2 separate regions of the Mus musculus genome follow, and region 2 is linked to region 1. A link is a contact called in public promoter capture Hi-C data. All regions are on one chromosome and are shown on one strand. Each heading gives the region's core, a stretch centred on a gene start, on an enhancer-like site or on the middle of the called end of the contact. The rest is flanking DNA. Distances are from core to core; before and after follow the strand shown. Region 1 holds the start of Mitd1 (MIT, microtubule interacting and transport, domain containing 1). Region 2 holds the start of Cnnm3 (cyclin M3).

Region 1 (6,103 bases), core at 2,694-5,193:
TACTGTGCTTCTTTCAACATGGTCTGTTCCCTTTTGAATTCTTTCTCACTCTTAGGTTTTGCAAGGTAGTTGTTGTTTCAAGACAGGATCACCCTATGTATCCTAGACTGGACTGGAACTGCTTAGCCTGTGCTGGCCTCAAACTTGTGAACTGCCCACCTCGGGCTCCACATGCAGCCAGATAGAGACAGAATGGGATTACAGGCTGTGCCAGCAGGCCTGGCACTCCCTACTTTTGATGTGACATGTTTTAAACTCATCTTTGAATTTCTTGTTCCATCCTTGTGCGACCAACCATTTTTCAGAAACCTGTGTCTTTTTATAGTAGTTTTATAGAAGACAATCTTACCATGGCTTCTAGGCTCTCTCAGCCAGCCAGCTAGAAGTCCATGTGGCTTGCACACTTTATAAAGTATTTCTGTCTCTATCTGACTGCATGTGCATTTTAAAGCATGAGTTATGCTGACAACTTTGACCCAGTAAAGTTCATTCCAGCCTTCCCCATTCCCTTCCTTATAACTTGACTACTTAGAAATATTTTCTTCACTTAATTGTAGGGTACACATAAGGAAGTTTCGGGATTCCTACCCCTTACCTGTGCGAGAAAAAAAATTACCAGCCAGCATACAATACTCACATGCTACTAGAGTTGGCTTTTTTGCTCTTCTTCCTGTTTTTTCCCCCCTTCCCTTAAGAAAGGATGTTATGTAGCCCAGAATAGCTTCAAATTAGAAAAGTAGCCAAGACTGACCTTGAACCTCTGACCTCCCAAGTGCTGGGATTACAGGTGTCTAACACCATGCCCAGTTTTATATAGTCCTGAGAGTGAAACCCCAGGCTCTGTGCAGGCTATATAAACATTCAGCCAACTGAGATATCCCCAGAGCTGTAGCTCCCTCCTCCTCACCCTCTTCAGCTGAGGAGCTCAGAATGCTGTCAGTCATTCTTGATTCTCCCCCTTCCTTTCTTCCTCCTTCCTACCCCTTCCTCACCCACAATGCTTTAGGTATAATCATTCTCATTCATTACTGGCTTTATCCTTTGTGTATTTCCTCTGAACAATGAACATCTCCTCTCTTCTCTTGGATATGGTTTGAGTGTACCCCCTCCTTCAAAGGTTCATAAACAGGAGGCTGTGTGTGTCCTGTGTGACAACATTAAGAAGCACAGAGCCTCTGAGTGGAGAAGGGTCACTGAGGTGCCGGCCACTGCAAGGGATTGATACAGCTCCCCTATTGCCAGTTATCTCCCACAAACAGTGTTACAGAAGCACAATACAGGGGCCAGCAAGATAGTATGGCAGGTGTGATGGTTTGTATAAGCTTGGCCCAGGGAGTGGCACTATTTGGAGGTGTGCCCTTGTTGGGGTAGGCGTGACCTTGTTGGAGTGGGTATGTCACTGTGGGAGTGGGCTTTAATACCCTAGTCCTAGCTGTCTGGAAGTCAGTCTTCCACTAGTAGCCTTCAGATGAAGATGTAGAACTCTCAGATCCTCCAATACCATGCCTGCCTGGATGCTGCCCTGCTCCCACCTTGATTATAATAAACTGAACCTCTGAACCTATAAGCCAGCCCCAATTAAATGTTGTCCTTTATAAGAGCTGCCTTCGTCATGGTGTCTGTTTGCAGCAGTAAAACCCTAACTAAGACCAGGTTAAGGTGCTTGCCACTAACTCTGAAATCCTGAATTCCATCCCTGAGACATAAATGACAATGAGAAGTGACTCTGCCAAATTGTTCTCTCACCTCCAGAGATATACACTGTGGCCTTCCTTTTTTTTTTTTTTTTTTTGCTAATCATAGACCTTACGGGGGCATTTTCTCAATTGAGTTTCCCACCTTTCAGGTAAATCTAGCTTGGGTCAACTTGACATAAAACTAGCTGCCATGCCTGGGGAGGAGAGCACTAGCTAACACTGACAGTACTGATACTTGGTAAGTGCTGGATAGTTTTATGTCAACTTCACATAAGCCTAAGTCATCTGAGAGGAGGAGGGGACCTCAATTAAGAAAATGCCTAGCTGAGCGTTATGACACATGTCTTTTTAATCTCAGCACTTAGGAGACAGATCTATGAGTTCAAGGTTAGCCTGGTCTACAGAGAGAGTTTGGATAGCTACGGCTACACAGAGAAACTCTGAGGAGGGGTGCCTCCATAGGTTTGGCCTCTGGCAAGCTTGTAGGGTATTTTCTTTATTGGTGATTGATGGAGAAGGGCCTAGCCCATTGTGAATGGAGCCACCCCCTGGCTGGTGGTCCTGGGTTCTATAAGAGAGCAGGCTGAGCAAGCCATGATGAACAAGCCAGCCTGCAAGCAGCACTCCTCCATGGCCTCTGCATCAGCTCCTGCCTCCAGGTTTCTTCCCTGTTTGAGTTCCTGTCCTGACTTCCTTCAATGATGTACTACAATGTGGAAGTAAATAAGCCCTTTCCTCCCCAGCTTACTTTTGGTCATGGTGTTTCATCCCAGCAACAGAAACCCTAACTAGGACAGCAAGCTAAAAAAAAAAAAGAGAGAGAGAGAGAGAGAGAGAAAAAAAAATTTTTAAGTGGAGGTATTCTCTGTGGATAGATAAAGCTGCTCCCAGAAACACAACTTACTAAACAAATAAATAGGAAAAATAAATAGATAGATAGATAGATAGATAGATACACCCCAGTGCTGAGAGTGGGCTGTGAGTTCCCCCCAAACAATACAGGATTGCCCCTGCTTTTGGATGTCCATCAAAACTCATTCATAAGACCCTATTGCTAAAGATGCCACATGCCTTGACCACAGGTCGAGAACAAACTGGAGCTGGTTGAAAGCGTCCTCCTTGTTGGATAGTACCACGGTGTTGGATGGTGCTACTCAAGCTGCTGGGGGAGAAATGTCTTACTCAGCCACTCCCTCTGTTAAAACCAACCATCTGGGAAAGATGAGCCCATTGGCGCAATCGTGGTAAATGTGGTACCCAACTGCTTTCTGATTGGATGTGAAGTCTGCTTGACAAGAGGGACTCTCATCTGGTACTTTATACCTAACTAAAAATCAAGACTGTGGCGGTCCTAGGCCCTAGGGGCCGTACTACTACTGCTGTAGTTTTATTAAATCAACATGATGTATCTGCCAAACTGCCCTCTACCTCATTATGTTTATGCCCATAGAGCAGTGCTGTAGTCCACATGGTCAGAGAAGCCTCTTCCACCAGTACCGGGTAGTGACTGCAGAGACTGACAACTGGTTGGTGCACATAGAATAAATGGCCGTGGAATGCACCCCCATCTTGAGAATGAATATATAATCATTGATGGAGGAGGGAGAGACAATTTAGTCAGTGCTGTAGTCGCTGGTAACGTGCACATAGCTCTGTAAACAAACTTCCACCCTAGTGAAACTCAATGGATCATAGTTGGGGTGAGGGCAGGAAGGTGAGCCAGAGGAAGGAGAAAAATCATGTCACAAACTGACAACAACGAAGAATAAAATTGATTCAAACGCAAGACCTATCAAGCCTTATAGATTATATTTGGTTATGCCTCTTATGGTCCTTAGCGATAACATCGGTCTATTGCAAAGGCCACCACCTCCGTTGTCCTGCAGATTATCAGAATATAACTCCTGAATTTGAATGCTTCCTGGTAGTTAGTAAGTTTCGTTTTCTTAAGTTTCCGCTCAGTCCCAGACAGAGCGGAAACCGAAACTCGCTCACCTTTCAGAACCTGCAAGAGCATGTCAATCCCCTCCTGGTAACACACCAGAGCCTGCTGGTACCGGGACTCTGCATCCAGCTCTACTGCCCGCTTTAGTACCGCCACCGCCGCAGTGCTATCGGAATCCTGTCCCAGGCTGGACTTAGCCATCACTGTGACAACTCCTGGGCACCGCCAGCAAATTCCAAGAGCTGACCCACTGCGCTTCCAGGAAGCGCACGCGTGACGCCGCTGCGCCTGCGCTGTCTTCTATGGCGCGTTGTGAATGGGCCGGGACAAAAAAAAAAAAAAACCTTTCCCGGAACCAAAGAACCGTACGGTCTGTGACGGCAACGGCGTGGTTTGAATGTTGCACTGGGTCCACCTGCCTCTGTTCCTCTCCTTCCGGCTGCGGGGACGTTCGGAGTGGACACAGCGGTCGCCGGTGAGTGCGGTCGTGGGAGCTAGAGGCTCTCTCTGCAGTTACGAAATGACTTTCTTTCTGTTTCGAGTTGGAGGTCCCGCAGACCTATTTCTTGATCTTCTGAAAGCAGCCAGGTTGTCACTTTATTCGAGTCGTGCTGCGACGCGCGTGTCTCTGAGAGTCTCACTCGTGTAGATCTAGGTCCGAGCCATCCAAGCGTCAGTGAAATTTATTATTTTTTTTTAAGAAGGCAAAACTTGCTTAATTTTAAGATGTTGCGATTTTAGAGTGCTGAGTTTTTGGAGTTGCTGTTTATTAAAGACAGTGATTTTGCAGGCCCCTGTGATTGTCACTTGTTAAAGCAGCTGCTTTTGGTGGCTGAGAGGCCGTTATGACGGCTGCCTACTACCTTTACGTCCTGGGAATTCGAAGAAGAGAGACATTTGTTGATTTCAGAGAACGCGGTTGATTGCACGGGAAATTCAGTGTTCTGTATTTTCAGGAATGTTCACTCCTCGTTATAGATATATACCTTGACCCTTTAGAAAGAGAAATTAATTAAAGAACCACTTACGAGCTGGTGTTGTAGTTTAGGGGTAAAGAGCTGTTTACGTGCATAACCATTGTAAAAAAGCAAAACAACAACAAAACTCCAGCAAACCTTTCGGGGTGAGGGAGAGGAAAAATGGTTTTGGCAGCCTTTTGTTTTTCTGTGTATACTCATATATTAACATATTAGAAAATAGAAATAGGTTATATATCCCATGTGATAAATGGTATTTTTCAGTTTATTTTTATGTGTATGGGTGTTTTGCCTGTCATATCTACACCATGTGCGTGTAGTGCCCATGGAGGCCAGAAGATAGTCAGATCCCCTGGAACTAGATAGAGTTAAAAAAACATTTGTAAGCTTCCAGGTGGTCACCGGGAATTAAATGTGGGACCTCTGGAAGAGCAGCCAGTGCTCATAACTGCTGAGCCATGTCTCCAGCCCCATTTTTCTGGTATTTGCAACAGTACAGAGGAAAGTTGTTGTACAGTAGATGGCAGTATAATTGCTTCAAGGTCCAAAAGCTACGCACATAAGAATAATGCCTACTGTATTGAAATGAGTTGCAGCTCAGAGCACTTATATTCTGTATGCAAGGCTATGGGTTCAATCCCCAGTACCTTCCCTCACCAAAAGGAAAAACAACAACAACAAAAAGCAGTTTTGATGGTGCTGCCTGCTTATATCTGAAATTAAACTTCAGCAGAGAATCTTGAGTGCCGAAGCTGCTTTGAGAGACACATCTATGACTTGAGCAGATCCAAACCAAAATATAAAGTCCTTGTCTTCTGGCACTGTCCCGTGTACAGAGTGGAGACAGCCACTAAATGGTAAACCAGCAAAGTACAATAGAACACGAGTACTCAAGTAAGGCAAGGTGCAGAAGTGCTGGCAGGGCTGTGGCTGCGAATGTTAAGCTGTTTGGTGGAGGTAGTCCTCATTCAGGACTGAAACAGCGTGATCCAGGTAGACCTGTTGACAAGAGAAGGTTTGAGCCAAAATAGGGAGAAGACCTCCAGCTTCAACTAGGTGTTGAACCCAGAAACTCATGCATGCCAGGTAAGCGTTGTACCTCTGAAACATATTCCTAGTTCCAGCTTTAATTTTTTTTAATTTATTTTTTAATAAATGAGCTTTTAGCTTTAGGCAATTTTAGATTTCAAGAGAAGTGGTGAGTGAAGCTTAGTACAGGGACCTGTACCTTCCCTGCTCAGTTTCTGCCTTTATCATCAAATATTAGTGTAGGGTGCTCAGTGCAGCTGCTGAACCAAATTGGTACGTTATTAACGTCATTTGCTTTATTAAGACAGATTTCTTTAGCTTTGTTGGGTGTCCATGTCCTATTATATTCCAGGATCCAACTCAGACACCAATGTAGTGTGTATTGTATATAATGATGATTGTGTAGCTCTTGGGTTCTTGGCCAGTTTCTCGGGTTTCTAGTTGTGATGACCTTG
Region 2 (6,095 bases), core at 2,075-4,574, 1.4 Mb before region 1:
TGGCCAAGTCACAGCCGCCATAGCAGATGACTCCTATTTATTTTGCATTAAGATTTTAATTTGTATATTTTTGTGATTTATTTTGGCATTGTTATGAGTTTGACTCTCGGGGAGTTTTGTTGTTATGACTCTTGTGTCTTTTGTCACAAAACAATGATAATATTTGCTAAACAATATATGGACTTTATTTTTGATTGGTAATAAAAAATGAAATGTATATAAGTTTTGGTGAGCATATAACTTTGGTATTTTGTTTCTGGACTATTTGCTGTATATTGTAGAGACAAGTGACTAGCTGTCACTTGTGACAGGACAAGGGCAGTTGAGTATTGTAGAACCATTTGGAAGGGAAATACAAGAAGAACTGTAATTTACAAAGTATATATAATCAAGGCAGTTGTCACAGGAGTTGTTGTGGAGAGGCCGGTGCTGGCAGACATGCAGGGCAAATAAGTCCGATGTCATAGGATTCTGCTAGTGAGTGTTGGAATGGAGCAACCAATGAACAAATAGCCCTCCTTCCGCTCTGGGGGCTGAGGGCTGTTTGGGCTCCATGCAATAGTAGGATGGTGTCGTTTCACAACACACAGAAACGACTTTGTCTATGTCAATGGCTTTGGGGGGTTGGAGTGTCCATCTGAAATGGCAGACCTAAGGTTTCCTTGCTGTGCTGCCTAGGTTATCGCTCAGAAGCGCAGCTGTGGAACAGTTTGGTGGCAAGCACACGTGCTGAGAACTAGCATGTGCAGTCTTGGGCACCAAGGCCAGAGAACCCCGCAGGGCTGGAATGGGAGGTTGTTTTATTTGTGCTTGGTAGAGGGTCTCCATGTGGAGCCCACGTTGGTCTCATGTGGTGGTGACCCACTGCCTCTAGCTCCTGGGTGCTGGTATCACAGGCATGCACCACCATGTTTCGTTTGTTTGAGACAGGGTTTCTATTATGTACCTTTAGCTGTCCTGGAACTTGCCCTGTAGACCAGCCTGGCTTCAAACTCAGAGATTCACCTGCCTCTATCTCCCAAGTGCTGGGATTCGAGATGTGTGCCACCACGCCCAGCCCTGGTTGGTAACGTTGTTTTTGAGCTGGCTGGTCTCCATTTGCTTTCCTTTCTTCCAGTACCCTGGGTAAGCTGTTCGTGCTGGCACGTGTCATCTCAGCACACAAGAGACTGAGGCAGTAGCATCAGGAATTTGAGGCCAGCCTAGGCTACAAAGGAAGGCCCTGCCATCAGGGGAAAAAGATTTGCACTTGGGTAGGCAATGGAAAGAATACCCCAAATGAAAGGCTAACGTAGAAATGTGTATACAGGGATGGGATGAAGTTGGAGCCGTGTATACAGAGATGGGATAAAGTTGGAGCGGTCTGTTGTCCATCACAAGTGTGTTTGGTGCTGAACCCCTGCGACATACCAGCTGCTCTAGCTTTGTGGGGAAGAGATCATTGTCCCAGGCCTTCGCCCCTCCTGTCACTTCTCTCTGGGACCTTTCTTCCCAGACCTTATAAGGCTTGCCCCTCATATCAACCTCTGTTCAAATGTTCCCTCCTTGATTACCTACATCTCCGTTAGCATCATCTCCCCAATGTTTCCTCGTCCTCTCCTTATAACACTTCCAACCGGGTCTTAAAATGTTTCCTGGGATCCCAGCACTGGTTCTGAGCACCACGAGGGTGGAAGCTGTTGTCCCTGCCAGAGTTCCAGCCTTTGGGAAGTTACCTGTCCCGCACACACTCAGTGTAGGAAATGCTTGTCACACGAGCAAATGAAGAGCACATGGAGCTAAGATGCACAAGCTAGCCAGGGAGATCATACCTTGCCCCCATTTATGAGGTGTTTGCTTTGTTACATTTTTTTATTGTTATTTTAAAATTGATGTTTGGCCAGGCAGTAGTGGCACATGTCTTTAATCCCAGCACTTGGGAGGCAGAGGCAGGTGGATTTCTGAGTTCGAGGCCAGCCTGGTCTACAGAGTTCCAGGACAGCCAGGGCTACACAGAGAAACACTGTCTCAAAAAAAAAATTGATGTTTGTATGTGTATGTTTGCGTGTATGCACATATGCCATGTGGGACTGTTTCAGTTATGTCTACAGAATCCATTTTAGAAAAAAAATTCAAGAGGCTGGAGAGATGGACTCAGTGGTTAAGAGCACTTACCACTCTTGCAGAAGGCCTGGTTCCCAGAACCAACATGGTGGCTCACAAATGTCAACTCTAGTTCCAGGGGATGTAGTGCCCTCTTCTAGCCTCCTTCGGCACCTGCATACACAACACACATACATACACTTGGGCCCACACAGACACAAAACAAAACAAAACATATGTATAAGATGTGTACATGTCTTAGTACATTTAGGGAGAAAGTAGAGAGAAAAATGCAAAAAACAGGGATACCCATAGAGAAGCTAATCCCATAAAGACCACATACAATGAACGAAGAATGCTCCATCTGATCATGCAGGTGTCTTCCAAAATAAGGACAAAAAGAACCCTCTCAAACAGCTTTCTCAACCCGAGGAATCAGAATAAACTGTGGTTGTGAAGCTAGCATGTATGGAAATTCCTGACAGCTGCTATCTCCCTGCATGGCTGAATGACCCGAATGTCAGGTGCATGTCAGAAACCAAAGGCACACAGAATCAGTCTCTAAACATCGTTTTATTGTAAGCTTAATTACATGAAACAAGTGTGAAGATTCAAGGAAACAGATTTTTCTGGGTTTGAGTATTTACTATGGACCTTCCTATCAAGGCATCTTCCTCAAAAGCAGGTGTCTGTCTTGATATCCACAGAGCCCAACGCAAAGCTAAGAGACTTTAGCTTTAAAACAAACCAATAGAGCTGGGTGAGGTTAAGAATGTGTGCTGAGGACCAGAGTTCAGTTCCCAGCACAGCTTCCCATTAGCTTGGAACTCCAGCTCCAGGGGGAATTCGACGCCCTCTTGCGTCTGCCCAAAGCACTGCCCTCGCAAGCGCAAACCCACATACAAATACAAATGATAAGAAAATGTTTTAAACAAACGACTCCAGGTTTCCCTGTGCCCAGTCCCTGGTTCTTATTCAGCCCTTAGCCTTGCTGGCCAGAGGGTTAATGACCTTCCTTTGCTCGTCCACACGCGCCGGGAACTCCGAGGCCGTCCCAGACAGCCGCCCCGCGTCCTCCCTTGCCTGCGGAGCCCCACGCCCCTCCGGCTCGCCCCGCCCCGCGCCGCTTGTTTACTCCCCGGCGCAGCCTAGTTCTCCCCAGAGCCCGCCCCCGCCAGCCGCTTATTGGTCAAAGTGACGCGGAGGCCCGCGCCGATTGGCTGCAACAACAGAGGCGCGGGTGAGTGGGGTAGGCTGCGCCCGAGGCCCAGAAGGGGTAGCAGGCCATGGCGGCGGCTGCTGCGGCTGTGGTGGGTTGGTTGGGCTGGGTGCTTGCCGCGTTCTGTCTGGGCAGCACCGCAGGGGAGGCGGCGCCGGCGCCGGGCGCGGGACTGCTGAACTTCTGCACGGAAGAGGACAGCGCACCGGGCGCGGGCTCCCTGCGCGGAAGGGCAGCGCCAGAGGCCACTTTGTGCTTGCGACTCTTCTGCTCCGGCTTGGCCAACAGCTCCTGGACCTGGGTAGCCGCCGAGGGCGCAGGCTGCCCGGAGGGCGGACGGGCCACGGAGCCCGAGGAGGCGGCCGCCCCGACGGGCGAGTGGCGCGCGCTGCTGCGCCTGCGCGCCGAGGCCGGCCACCCGCGCTCCGCGCTGCTGGCGGTGCGCGTGGAGCCGGGTGGTGGGGCCGCGGAGGAGGCGGCGCCGCCCTGGGCGCTGGGGCTGGGGGCGGCCGGGCTGCTGGCCCTGGCGGCGGTGGCGCGCGGCCTGCAGCTGAGCGCGCTGGCGCTGGCGCCGGCCGAGGTGCAGGTGCTGCGCGAGAGCGGCTCGGAGGCGGAGCGCGCGGCGGCGCGGCGCCTGGAACCCGCGCGGCGCTGGGCCGGCTGCGCCCTGGGCGCGCTGCTGCTTCTGGCCAGCCTGGCGCAGGCGGCACTGGCCGTGCTGCTGTACGGGGCGGCGGGCCAGCGCGCCGTGCCCGCCGTGCTGGGTTGCGCGGGGCTGGTGTTCCTGGTGGGTGAGGTGCTGCCGGCCGCCGTGAGCGGACGCTGGGCGCTGGCGCTGGCGCCGCGCGCGTTGGGCCTCAGCCGCCTGGCGGTGCTGCTCACCTTGCCCGTGGCGCTGCCGGTCGGGCAGCTGCTGGAGCTGGCAGCGCGGCCGGGGCGTCTGCGGGAGCGCGTGCTGGAGCTGGCGCGCGGCGGCGGCGACCCCTACAGCGACCTCAGCAAGGGAGTGCTGCGCTCCCGGACCGTGGAGGACGTGCTCACGCCGCTCGAAGACTGCTTTATGCTGGACTCCGGCACTGTCCTAGACTTCAGCGTCCTCGCCAGCATCATGCAGAGCGGCCACACGCGCATCCCAGTGTACGAGGAGGAGCGCTCCAACATCGTGGACATGCTCTACCTCAAAGACTTGGCTATCGTTGAGCCCGAGGACTGCACACCGCTCAGCACCATCACCCGCTTCTACAACCATCCACTCCACTTTGTCTTCAACGATACCAAACTGGACGCTGTCCTGGAGGAGTTCAAGCGAGGTAAGGGGACGCCCCTGTTAGAAAGGCCCCAGAAAGTGATGGCCTTGTACCTGCGAATGACCTTTGGAAATATTTAAAGACCCACCTTTTAGAAGCGGAAGGAAGTGCTATGGGAGTCTGATGCGGGAGGATCGGAAGGTGGTTACCCTGTTTGTTAAATAGAAAATTTTAAAAAAGTTGGGGATGTAGCTCAGTGCTTGCCTAACATACATGAAGCCCTGACCATTACCCAGTACCACATAAACCCAAGCAGTGGCCTACCTACTTAGAAGGATGGAAGCCGGCCTGGACTAAAGATTCTGTCTCAAAAGTAAATGAATGAATAAAAAGATCCATTGGCAGGCAGCAAGCATGCCTACTTGGCTCTAATCCCAGAGGTTTCCTTCTCCTGGGCTGTATTGTGCACTTGGGCTTCCTAGTTGCCCCAGATTCTTGGATAGTAACTAAAATGATGTCAAGAGGGTTAGGTAACTGGAAACTGTTGTCTTTGCCTTTTTAGCATTAAATTAGCTGGACCTGTAATGGTTCCTGGCCCTTTCAGATTGTGGGATTAGAAAGGACTCATAATACTTACTGTGGGTACTGAGAGAACTTCCATTTTAATGTCATCGGAAGCAACTCATGAATAATGACTTAATTTTCCTTCCTGGCTTTTTTCTCCCTCTTAATTTTTTTTTTTTTTGAGATTTTTATTGTTATGTTTATGAGTGCCTGTGTTGTTCCTCATGCATGCAGTGCCTATGGAAGCCAGAAGAAGGCGCTAGGTTCCTTGAGACTGGAATTACAGCCAGCCACCCTGCTGGTCCTGGGAACTGAACCCTGCATCCTCTGGTGCTCTTGCTTCCTCTCTTTCATTTAAATTGTTTTTCAGTGCATGTCAGCTACCTGCTCTTCCCTAACCCCATCTCCATTCTCCCCTTTTTTACCTTAATGTCTCCTTTCATTCTTTTTGAGCAACCCCTATTTTTTTGTTTTGTTTGTTTGTTTTGTTTTGTTTGTTTGTTTGAAACAGTGTTTCTCTGTGTAGCCCTGGCTGTCCAGGACCTCACTCTGTAGACCAGGCTGGCCTCAAACTCAGAAATCTGCCTGCCTCTGCCTCCCGAGTGCTGGGATTAAAGGCGGCGCCACCACGGCCTGGCGATCAGCCCTTTTTTGTTTTTTAAGATGTACTTATTTTCTGTGTGTGAGTGTTTTGCCTGCATGTGTTTATGTACACGGTGTGTGTGTCTGGTGCCTGAGACAGTCAGAAGAGGGCTTCGGATCCCCCAGAACTGGAGTTACAAATGGTTGTGAGGCACCGTATGGGTGCTGGCAACAAAACCCAGGTCTTCTGCAAGAGCAAATACATGTGAACATCTAAAGTTGAAAGTAAAAACTATGAGCCGCTCCACATATTTAAATGTGGACCCCTAGGGGACAGGTGGCACATACATTCAGTCCCAGCACTTAGGAAAGCAGAAGCAGGCGGATGTCTGAGTGCACGA

The links. Promoter capture Hi-C pulls out the DNA fragments that hold promoters and counts their contacts.
Region 2: a promoter capture Hi-C map of second pharyngeal arch cranial neural crest shows a contact between it and region 1. The contact joins the promoter of Cnnm3 here to the promoter of Mitd1 in region 1. A contact is called at or near these places in 4 of 39 promoter capture datasets (the 3T3-L1 cell line, liver, pre-B cells and 1 more), 1 of 115 datasets of contacts at active chromatin or transcription factors (astrocytes) and 1 of 9 other capture datasets (liver).

The regions. Positions count from the first base shown.
Region 1 is chr1:37,886,468-37,892,570 of GRCm38.p6, forward strand. Mitd1 (MIT, microtubule interacting and transport, domain containing 1) reads right to left here and starts at 3,944. Exons shown (of 7, transcript NM_026913.3): 1 at 3,693-3,944. The coding sequence starts at 3,843. Mrpl30 (mitochondrial ribosomal protein L30) reads left to right here and starts at 4,010. Exons shown (of 6, transcript NM_027098.3): 1 at 4,010-4,117.
Region 2 is chr1:36,508,543-36,514,637 of GRCm38.p6, forward strand. It overlaps Cnnm3 (cyclin M3), which reads left to right and starts at 3,325. Exons shown (of 8, transcript NM_053186.3): 1 at 3,325-4,611. The coding sequence starts at 3,369. It overlaps Cnnm4 (cyclin M4), which reads left to right. Exons shown (of 7, transcript NM_033570.2): 7 at 1-234.